Linked DNA regions of Zea mays: region 2 is linked to region 1. A link is a contact called in public Hi-C data. All regions are on one chromosome and are shown on one strand. Each heading gives the region's core, a stretch centred on a gene start, on an enhancer-like site or on the middle of the called end of the contact. The rest is flanking DNA. Distances are from core to core; before and after follow the strand shown.

What was found. Hi-C and Micro-C count contacts between places; a contact is called where the count stands out from the background.
Region 2: a Hi-C map of leaf shows a contact between it and region 1, with 4 times the contacts expected there. The contact joins the promoter of LOC103638270 here to the enhancer-like site in region 1. A contact is called at or near these places in 3 of 25 Hi-C or Micro-C datasets (ear, leaf and tassel).

Annotation. Positions count from the first base shown.
Region 1 is chr9:38,332,295-38,337,394 of Zm-B73-REFERENCE-NAM-5.0, forward strand. No RefSeq gene overlaps it. Among protein-coding and RNA genes, the nearest start is that of LOC103638266, 38 kb to the left of the region's middle. Within about 2 kb of position 2,022, at least 19 of the 20 cell types and tissues checked have an H3K27ac peak or open chromatin away from gene starts, as enhancers often do. A contact at or near this core is called in ear, leaf and tassel, where this site is marked.
Region 2 is chr9:38,785,323-38,790,422 of Zm-B73-REFERENCE-NAM-5.0, forward strand. LOC103638270 (DNA topoisomerase 1) reads left to right here and starts at 2,755. Exons shown (of 21, transcript XM_008661232.3): 1 at 2,755-3,102; 2 at 3,721-4,763. The coding sequence starts at 3,007.

The DNA.
Region 1 (5,100 bases), core at 772-3,271:
TTACTGCGCTCGCGCCTGCGCCATTGCGGCACCTGCTCCGCCCTCCTTCGCCGTCATCTGTCCACGGGCGGACGCGGACAGCTACACTCGCGCCAGTGCTCCATCTCGCCACGCGCGCCAGTGCTTCGTTGGCCTGCTCGGTGTTGTCAGCCCTGCCTCCATCAGATCGGTACAAGCCTCCTTCAGGAAATGACCCTGCGATGAATGCAATCTACATTCTTCCAAGATGGTATATGACAGAAAGAAAGTGGTGCGATGAATTAGTATCATTTACTAGTCATTGTAAAACCGCTTCGTTGGCCTGCTCGGTGTTGTCAGCCCTGCCTCCATCAGATCTGCTCCACCGTGCTTCTGCCTTCTGCAGCCCTGGCCAGATCCGCTGCCCGGTGTTGTTGCTCCGTTGGCCATCCGTCGGATCTGCTCCGCCGTGCTCCTGTCTTCTACAGCCCCGGCCAGATCTACACCCGCTAAGTTATTTTGGTACCATCAAGCTAGTCTTTTTCAGATAGCGTTTTTATTGCTCTTCAATATGTCGGCCAACGCTATTGTTGTCAATATTATGCTTGATGGGAAGAACTACCCAGAATGGTCTTTTTGTGTTCAGACTGCATTAAGGGGTCACAATTTACTATTTCATTTGATTGAAGATTCTCCAGTTCTAGCGGCTGATATAAGCAATGCTGCTGCAATCAAGACTTGACAGATCAACGATGACAAGGTAATGGCTGCAATGGTCAATAGCACTAAACTAACTATGATTACGAGTCTGTCCAAATTCACCACTGCTAAGGCTATCTGGTCACATCTGAAGGATCGGTTTGTTCAGGATAGCGGTGCTCTTTTACATACCCTTATGCAGCAGATTCATGTCATTGAGCAACATGATATGACTATTGATAAATACTATTTCGCCTTTGATCGTTTTATGAGTGCATTGACCTCCATTGTAACACTATAAAAACCATCAACTAAAAATAATGCATTTAGTTATATGGTAATTAGGGTAATAAATTTTTATTCAAGTGTTTATTATTTATTTGCATTTGAAATAATTTTTGATTACTCATGATTGATTTGTGGATATTTAATAGCATTTCTTCATATAGGAAAATCCTAGTAAATAATGTAATAATTATTAGTCAAAAATAAATATTTTATTTATAAATAATTTTGGTATAATTATTATGAATTTTAGGGTTATTTTAAAATATATTTCGAATTTAGAAAAGAAATAAAAAAAGAAAAACAAAAGAAACTCTAACCCTAAGGCCCACTAGGGGCCCATCAAACACCCCAGCCGCGTCTCCCCCTGGCTTCTTCCAAGCCAGCCGCCGCCCTCTGTTCTCCCTCTCCCCCTCTTCTCTCTCTTGGAGGCTGGTGTAACACACTAAATCCATCAATTAAAGATAACTTAGTTTATATTATTAATTTTCAGTAGAAAGGAAAATATGTATATTTTCAAATAATGAAATGGTGATATAAATAAATTTAATGATTTCTTGATTACATAAAATTTTATCAAGTATTTGATTCATTCATGCCAAAGCATGTGCTTTGTTTGATTCGATTTGCAAATCTAACTTTTGGATTATGTTTTGCAAGAAAATATCATTTTGAAAAATAATAGTGAATTGTTAAAAATAGATATATTTAATAAGACATGTATTTTGATATGGTTAATCATTTTGTATGTAATTATTTGCAAAAAATCTCACTTTTATGCTTTTTTTAAGCACGTTTTATTTTAATAATGAGATTTGCCCTAAAACTATTTATTTAGTAACTTCTCTACGTTACTATTATTTTGGAATATATATAATTTCTGAGTTTAAAAAAAAGAGAAAATAATTTCAAAAAAAAAGAAAAAAACCAAAAACAAAACGCACACACGCACACATCTGTTTTTTAAGAAAAAACAAATTGAGAAAAAAAATACATACGGACTCACTCCACTAGTGCCCGCTCGGCTAGTAGTCCGCACCTAGCCATCTTACACACGTGACCCACTCTGCCTCTCTCTTTCTTACTATGACGCAAGGGCCCCACACATTAGGTGCTTCTTTATCTCCCAGTTCCAGCCGTTCCTCTGTAGTCCTCGTACATTGAACGTCGTGTGCTGCCGTTCTTCGCCGCCTCACCTCCCCAGCGCCCCTTCGCCTCCACAGAACGCCGCCCTACCGGAAAACCGCCACCACTTGCGCAGACCGCCCCTTCCCCTTCCTCCCCTACCCACTACGTAGCCGTCCGTTTCTTCCCAACTCGACCACCTCCATTAATGGCGACTGTTTCTTCTCCATTACTCCCATCGCGCCGTCCGTTATTCCTCCCCACTCGTGCTCCATTCAAACAGCCATTTCTACCACTGTAGGCTTCGTTCGGTTAAGTCCATCCAGGCTAGGATGAGGCTAGATTGGAGCCTAATCCAGGTTATATTCCAAGCCCATGAAAAAATCCAGATTCTATCTTTTTTGGTGTTCGGTTAAGCCCACTGGATTTCAAGCCCATGGGTTTGGAATTTTTTGGCTAGGGATGATCCTGGATTAGAGCCAGAACTCTAGGGGTCTGGAACAAATCCCGTGAGCCACAAGGGAGCGACGGTGGCGCAAGAAGCTGACGAGTCAGCCTCCTCGCCGTCGGCGACCTCTACCACGCTGGCAAGCTTCTCTCCGGTAGGGTTCCTTCTCTTTCGTTAGATCTGCTCTCTGCCTCTCTTTTGTTCGGAGTTGGGATGGTGGTTTTGGTTGAATCGCACCAAAGAACTGGGGAGAGAGATGAGTCAATGGGGCTGCTTCTTCAGCGCGACCCGCACCAGGCCCTCCAACGACGTGGGGAGGAGCGCCTGGAGCAGCCCGGCGAGGTCTGTGTGGGAATACTAGGCGCTGACGCGGGCAGTGACTATGGCCAGCCGCCAGGCCCGAGCTACAGTGGAGGGAGAGGTCGAGCTCGCACCTGGTTGGTGTGCGCTGGAGGCAGGAAGATGAGCTCGCACCTACAGGGGATGGAGGAGCTATAGGGGCTGCCGCCGCACCAGGCACCGCGCAGCCCGAGCACTCCCCCGACAAGCTGTTCGGCTGCCCAAATTCTCAGATGTAGCAGCAACCATAGGGGTTGATTGAAGCGTCCCGATCCTTTGGGACTCAAATGTGATACAATTACTAGTCCCAGGAGGCTAGTAACCACATTCATTACTTCAAATAGTTACAGAGTCTGAGTAAAGTTATTACAATACCGGGGGATACAAGCTCGAGAGTGAGCCAAAAATCATAAAGCGCAGTGGAAAATAAATTAGCCCAGGCCACAGGCAGAACTGGGTGAAGACACAGCCCCGGTTGTACTACTTTCTTTCCAGAAACACACACCCATTTCCCTGTTCCCGGTTGTAGTAGAAACACTAATTGTCATACCATACCAGACTCGTCCATACCAGTGGACACGGACTATTCGAATAGGTTTAGACTCTGCGCAGAGGGGTACACTTTACCCACTAGTCCGGCTCTGCGATCTCATGGCCAATGAGATCCGAATCCGAAACTCTTTCCTTCCTTGCACGTCCTAACCTTAACGGTTATACTGGAAGGAGTCAGGCCATCGCCATGTCCAAACTGGACAAATCATTCCCCCTCCTTATCCTCCCGGTGCTCCCCAGCCTTCATAACCCTGGGGTTGGATCGTACGAGTTCAGATCGAGTGGCTGCCCACACAACCTCGAGTGGTTGTACTTTTTATGAGTACAGGTAATGAAAGATGACAAACTGGTCCTTATACGAGAGGACAATCCTTCTGCTCAGGCCTAAACCAGCTGAGCCATCACCTTAGGCCCTCCCCTAAACCAGGGAGTCCCTGATCATCCTACTCACCCGGTGATGAGGGTGAATACCCTTCATCGCACACTTTTTGGAAAACATGTTACTTGCACCCTTTTACTTATCCCATATCTTGTAATCAAAGGTGATTGTTAATGTGGGCTCTCTCATGCTCACCATGCAATTCGATTCCCATCCCATATTCCAGGCTTAGGCAGTGGTAGAGAGAAATAGGTAAATAATGCATCAAGGGAAGGATGGACTTGCCTTCGTCGAAGCTTTCCTGGCACAAGAGGTTTATCTCGGAGGGGTCGGGTTCTTGCCCTTCTTCCGGAGCTATAAATTCCGGAGGATCGGATCCCTCTTCCGCTAATCAAACACAGATAATAACAATACATCAATCATGGTGACTTTAGTGGGGGTGTGCCATTTCTTATATCTCATTATTTTGGTGCCCTATAATTTATCTGGACTATTTTTGGTACATAAAATATTAGCATATAATTCTATATGAGAAAATGGGAAAAGAAAAGAGAAAAATAAAAAGAAAAGGAATTTCCTGCCTTGCTGGGTCGGGGGGATTTCGGCCCACTTGGGCGCGAGCACGCGCGCGCGGGCGCGCTTGCGGCCCGGCTGGCCCAGCAGCGAGGGGGAGACGGCGGGGGACGGCGACGTGGCACGGGGCCCACACGCCAGCGAGGGGGGTTAACGGCATGGACGGCCACGTAAGGAGAGGGGGGGGGGTTCGATCGGAGTCCGGCCGACGGCGAAATCCCGCGGCGGTTCTCCGCCGTTGGTCCGGTTCTACGGCGGGGAGGCGGTGGCGAGGCACAGGCGGGTGCAGGGGATCACGGGGGTGGGGTTAATTTGACCGGCGGGGGCCTATGGCAGCCGGTCCGCGACACGGTGGCGGGTGTCCACGGCGGCGAGGTCGCCGGTGCCGCAGTTGGGTGCAATAGGGGGCGGGGAGGTGTGCTTCGTGACCGTGATCGTGTGGCGGAGCTCAAGCACTAGTTTAATTTGACCAAAACTCACTTGGGAGGGAAGAGCGGGGCTCACCGGAGCGACGGGGGAGTGCGGCGGCGCTAGCTCGATTGGCTCGGGGGAAAGCGGAGGAGATGGCCGGAGCTGGTGTGGAGGGAACGGGGCTCGGGCGGGTCCTTTTATAGGCGCCCGGGAGAGGGATGGAGGGGACGGCGAGCACCGACGAGCTCGCCATGATGGCGGGAATGGCGCTAACGTCGATTGAGACGGCTCGGGTAGGCGGGTGGGGGGTGAGGGGACGGTTCGGGTACAG
Region 2 (5,100 bases), core at 1,505-4,004, 450 kb after region 1:
TCTCTAGTCACTATGGCGTTGTGTGGAATTTTGAGAGGATTTGATCTTTTTGGTGTGTCTAGAATTGAATGCTAGAGCTCTTGTAGTAGTTGGGAAGTGGAAAACTTGGATGCAATGAATGGTGGGGTGGTTGGGGGTATTTATAGCCCCAACCACCAAAAGTGACCGTTGGTGGAGCTGTCTGTTCGATGGCGCACCGGACAGTCCGGTGCACACCGGACATGTCCGGTGCCCCTGCCACGTCATCAATGTCGTTGGATTTTGACCGTTGGAGTTCTGAATTGTGGGTCCGCCTCGATGTCCGGTGGCGCACCGGACATGAACTGTTCACTGTCCGGTGCGCCAGTATGGGCGACTCTGACTCCTGCGCGCGCTGCGCGCGCAATAAATGCATCGCAGGTAGCCGTTGGCGCCGGATAGCCGTTGCTCCGGAGTTGCACCGGACAGTCCGGTGCTCACCGGACATGTCCGGTGAATTATAGCGGACGAGCCGTTTGAGATTCCCGAAGCCGGTGAGTTCCTGAGGCCGCTCCTCCTTGGCGCACCGGACACTGTCCGGTGTACACCGGACAGTCCGGTGAATTATAGCGGAGTCGCCTCTGGAAATTCCCGAAGGTAGCAAGTTCGCGTTGGAGTCCTCTGGTACACCGGACATGTCCGGTGGTGCACCGGACACTGTCCGGTGGCATACCGGACAGTCCGGTGCGCCAGACCAGAGGTGCCTTCGGTTGGCCCTTTGCTCCTTTGTTGAATCCAAAATTGGTCTTTTGATTGGCTTGTTGTGAACCTTTGACACCTGTATAACTTATACACTAGAGCAAACTAGTTAGTCCAAGGATTTGTGTTGGGCAATTCAACCACCAAAATTATTTAGGAACTAGGTGTAAGCCTAATTCCCTTTCAGGCGCCAATCACTCAATACGAACCGGCGGCGGTGCTCTCTGGTCAAGCGCGGACGGTCCGCGGCACAGGGCCAGACGGTCCGCGACCTGACGCGAGGCTAGGGTTCCCTGCCTGACGGCCGGACAGTCCGCACCCTAGGGCCGGACGGTCCGCGACCTGGCGACAGGGTCGTCTTCCTCCTCCTTGCTGGAATCTAGATCTCGTCCCCTGGGGGGAAAAGATCTTAAGGTGCTCTGGGTCGATAGGTCACCCGGGGCGTCCCCAGACGACGTGGAGCCGCCTAGGAATTAAGAGATCAATTCGAGGAAGAGGTCTTGGATGGACAACTAGATCTTGCCCCCCGAGAGGGGTGAGATCATAGGGTTGTCTTGGGATCGGCAGGCCACCCAAGACGGATCTAGACGACGTAGAGTCGAATAGGGATGGAGCTGGATATGTGGAAGACTACAACTAGAACTATGCTACATCTACTCCTAGGGCATGAAAAGTAAATAAGGTAATTGGTTCGATTGGAATGTGTTCGGGGGTTCTCAATCGGCCGTACCCCTTTATATTTATAGGGGAGGAGGTCTGGACCTTTTCCTAAGAGATAGCCAACAAACTCCCACGTGATTAGATGGATAACCACGCACGAGATAAGGATAAACATCTGAGTTAATCTAATCTCAGGACACTCGGACCGTCCGGGCCAAGGGCCGGACCGTCCGCTCATTTTGGTGTCCAACATATGCCCCCTGCCTTTTGGTGGAGCTTGGCAAACCAAAAGCATCAGCGAAAACTTCAGAAACAATTGACCTCATGAGCTTTTGTTCCCGAAGTAAGGACTCAGCTCGATGCAAGTCATCGGCTCTTGCGATCAGATAATATAAATACTTGATGGAACTTTAATGCACAGAGGCCGTTTCGGATCGCATCCTCTTCGGCCATGTCTACCTGATCAACCTGTCAATAGGCAAAAACTTGTGGTGCCCCCCAGCCCAAACAAGCAAACAGATTGGACCAGTAATATGAATTCATCGCCGTACCACCCCACACATGAGCAGGACAACATATCGACGATGGATAGAACAGGACGCACCATGCTATCCCCGGAGGAGGATGACAAGGCGATCTTGGTTGCGCTACCCTTTGGGTTCGTTTAGTCGGCTTTTGCTTTCGCATAGGTCGCCCTTTTGACTTCGTTTGTTTTATTGGCCGGTTGTGTGGAACGACCTTCTTCATATATTTGGCAAGCAACTGACCAAAAGTAGGGCCGACTCTACTGAGTCGTCCAGACGTCTTGGTAGTGTTTTGTTTCCTAACACTTGTGTTGGAACGTTGTGGTCCGATGGTCTGAGGTTGCTGCTTCTGACCATCTGCAGACCGTCCGGCCATCATAGCCGGACTGTCCGCGCCTGTCTCGTACTGTTCGGCCTTAGTACCCGGATCGTCCGGCGTACGCAGGACAGGTGACCGTGATCGGGTGTCCGATCGTGCTTGCCCCTCGGTGCCTCCGGTCTTTCTTTTGTCCGGAGCCTTCAGAGTAACCATTCTGCATGACATATTTGGTGTGCGAGGATCACCAATGACGATATTTTTATTTTTACTTTTATCGGCCGCACAAGGCCGAATTATGACCTTTTTGCTCGTTGGCTCTAATGTGGTGACAGGAACAGGTGGTCTGTCAATTTTCACCTCTTTTTGAAACCTCAACCGAACCATTAGAATTGTTTATTATTGAAAATAAATTTAGGCTAAGTCCACATTAATCTAACAACCCCCGTTTCTATATTTTGGGAGCAACATTTTTTATGACTTGTTAAAGTTGCTCTAAATGAGGTTAAATGTTCAAACGAGGAAGCCTTAGGCCACCAGCCCAATCTAGCCCGTCCCCCAACCGTCCATCTCCAAACAAGCGAGTCGGTTAGATATTTCCTCAAGCCCCAGTCAGCCGCCTCCTCTCCCTCCCACAGCTCCTGCCGCCGCCTCTCCCTCCGTCGGTATCTCCCACCTCGCAATCCACTCCCACCTCCCCCCTCGCCCCTAAAACCCTAGCTAAACCCAAGCCGAAAGAAACAATGGCTCTCCTCGCCTAAGCGAGCTCGCGCCCGCCCCTTGCTGGCCATGGCGCTCCAGCTCCGCCGCTTCCTCCCGCACGGCTACGGCCAGCGACACCGCGCTGTCACCCACGTGCTATCACCGCCGCCGCCACTCGCGATGGTGAGTGACTCACTGTACTCCTCATTCTGTTGAGAATTTATCACGTCCAAAAGTGTCGGGGTGCATGGTGGTGCGGCTTGAACGCTAGTACGCTACCTGTTCGTTGTCTTGCCCGTGAGCCACTGACAAAGCCTCGCTTATTTTTCTTTCAAAAAAAGGGTGGCACTGCGAAAAGCAAGGTTCTGTGGGGTGTGCCATGGAGTATATCAGTGTATTATCCCCTGGTTACACAGAAAGACATCCTTTGCCTTTGCACAACATTGTGCAAGCCTGATTTGGAAGGAATAAAACATACCAGCTACTATCGACCACCATTGCGTCAATCACCTTATTTTTCTTTTGTTTCATCTACTTTTTCTTAAAGAATTATTCAACTACGAACGTTTACTGAATATGGGACTTAGGTTAAAATGAAGCACCTATTTTCGGTTTGATGTCGAATGTATACAAAGATAATAATGACTTTTGCTCTTTGCTTTTCTTTCATTCTTTTTTTCCACGTGATCATGAGAATGGGATGGAATGATTTTTTTCACGATTCTACCTGTTATAATTTGGTATAATATTTCATTTGAGTTGTGCTTGTTTTTATGTTTTGTCTATTTATTTCCTTTACAGCTTCAGTTCGAGGTGTTTCAGAGATATTCTTCCGCACCCTGGCCCTTGTCACCTTTCCGCCCTTGTGAAATGTGTGGGGTTGCATTCAGGAGCAATTCAACAAGGAAAATGTGCTCGAGAAATATTTTTGGGGTTGCATCACAGCCCAAAAGTAGCACCTTTTTTACTACTGGACTCTCTGGCAACCGTAGCTCTGTATGTTTCAGAGCGAGGGACAGCCGTGGAATTGCTTTAAAGACTAATAATATTGTTAATTCACGACCATTCTCAACTATATACAGTAAAAAGCTAAGGTTTCTTATTAAAAATAAGACTTCATGCAATAATCTAAATGTGAGAAGGGAAGATGGAAGTGTTGCACATAGTTTGTTTTGTAGATCTGAGAAACGCCAAAGCACAGTTGCTACGTGTAGCACCATTGCTGACGAGGCTTCAACATCTACTAGTAACAGCAGCAAGAGTGTTACTGATTCTAAGACTGACACTGCCAAGATGAGGCGTTCAAGAGGAAGCAAAAAAGAAGTTGATGGAGTTATGAAAGATAAGGAAGTACATACCAAGAAAAAGAGAATATCTTCTAGAACTTGTATAGCTGCAACAAAGACGACTGAGAGTTCTAGTGCGAAGCAAGAAAACAAGAAGACTGATAATTGTAAACTGAAAAAGGGTACTGATAGTCCTAAAGAGAAAAAAGTGAATAATAGGTCAAAGTCAAAAGCAAAGGTTTCTGCTTCTTCTGTATCTTCTGAAGCTGAGATTTGTATGAAATCCTCTATCGATGGTTCTGGTATTGAGAAAAAGCCACTGGTGCCATTGTATCCTCCGAGAGCCAAATCAGTCGTGGTTGTGGAATCAGCCACGAAAGCAAAAGTTATTCAGAATTATCTTGGGGACATGTATGAAGTGTTACCAAGCTATGGTCATGTGAGAGATTTAGCAGGTAGATCAAAATCTGTCCGCCCTAATGATGACTTCAGCATGGTCTGGGAGGTGCCTGCTGCTGCCTGGACACACCTTAAGAGCATTAAAGTTGCACTGAAAGGGTATGTTTTTCGTAGCCTGTAATAGGGATACATTTTTTCTGTTTACATGAAACATACATACACTTAGATTACGCATGTCCTCCTCATGTATAAAACAGTTTCACATTTTTTGTCAAAGGTTTATACTTATTAGCTGCCCTTCTAATTACAGAGACAAAGAAACACAAAATCAAATAGATCTATCATTGTAGAAGTAATTGCTGTAATGTTCGATAGTTTCTGTTATGACCGGTCGCCACTACAGGCGCCGGACAACAGCAGAGGCGGCGGACAACAATAGACATGCAAATTAGTTAGATAAGGATTAGAAGATTAAGGAGATAAGGTTTGTTAGAGA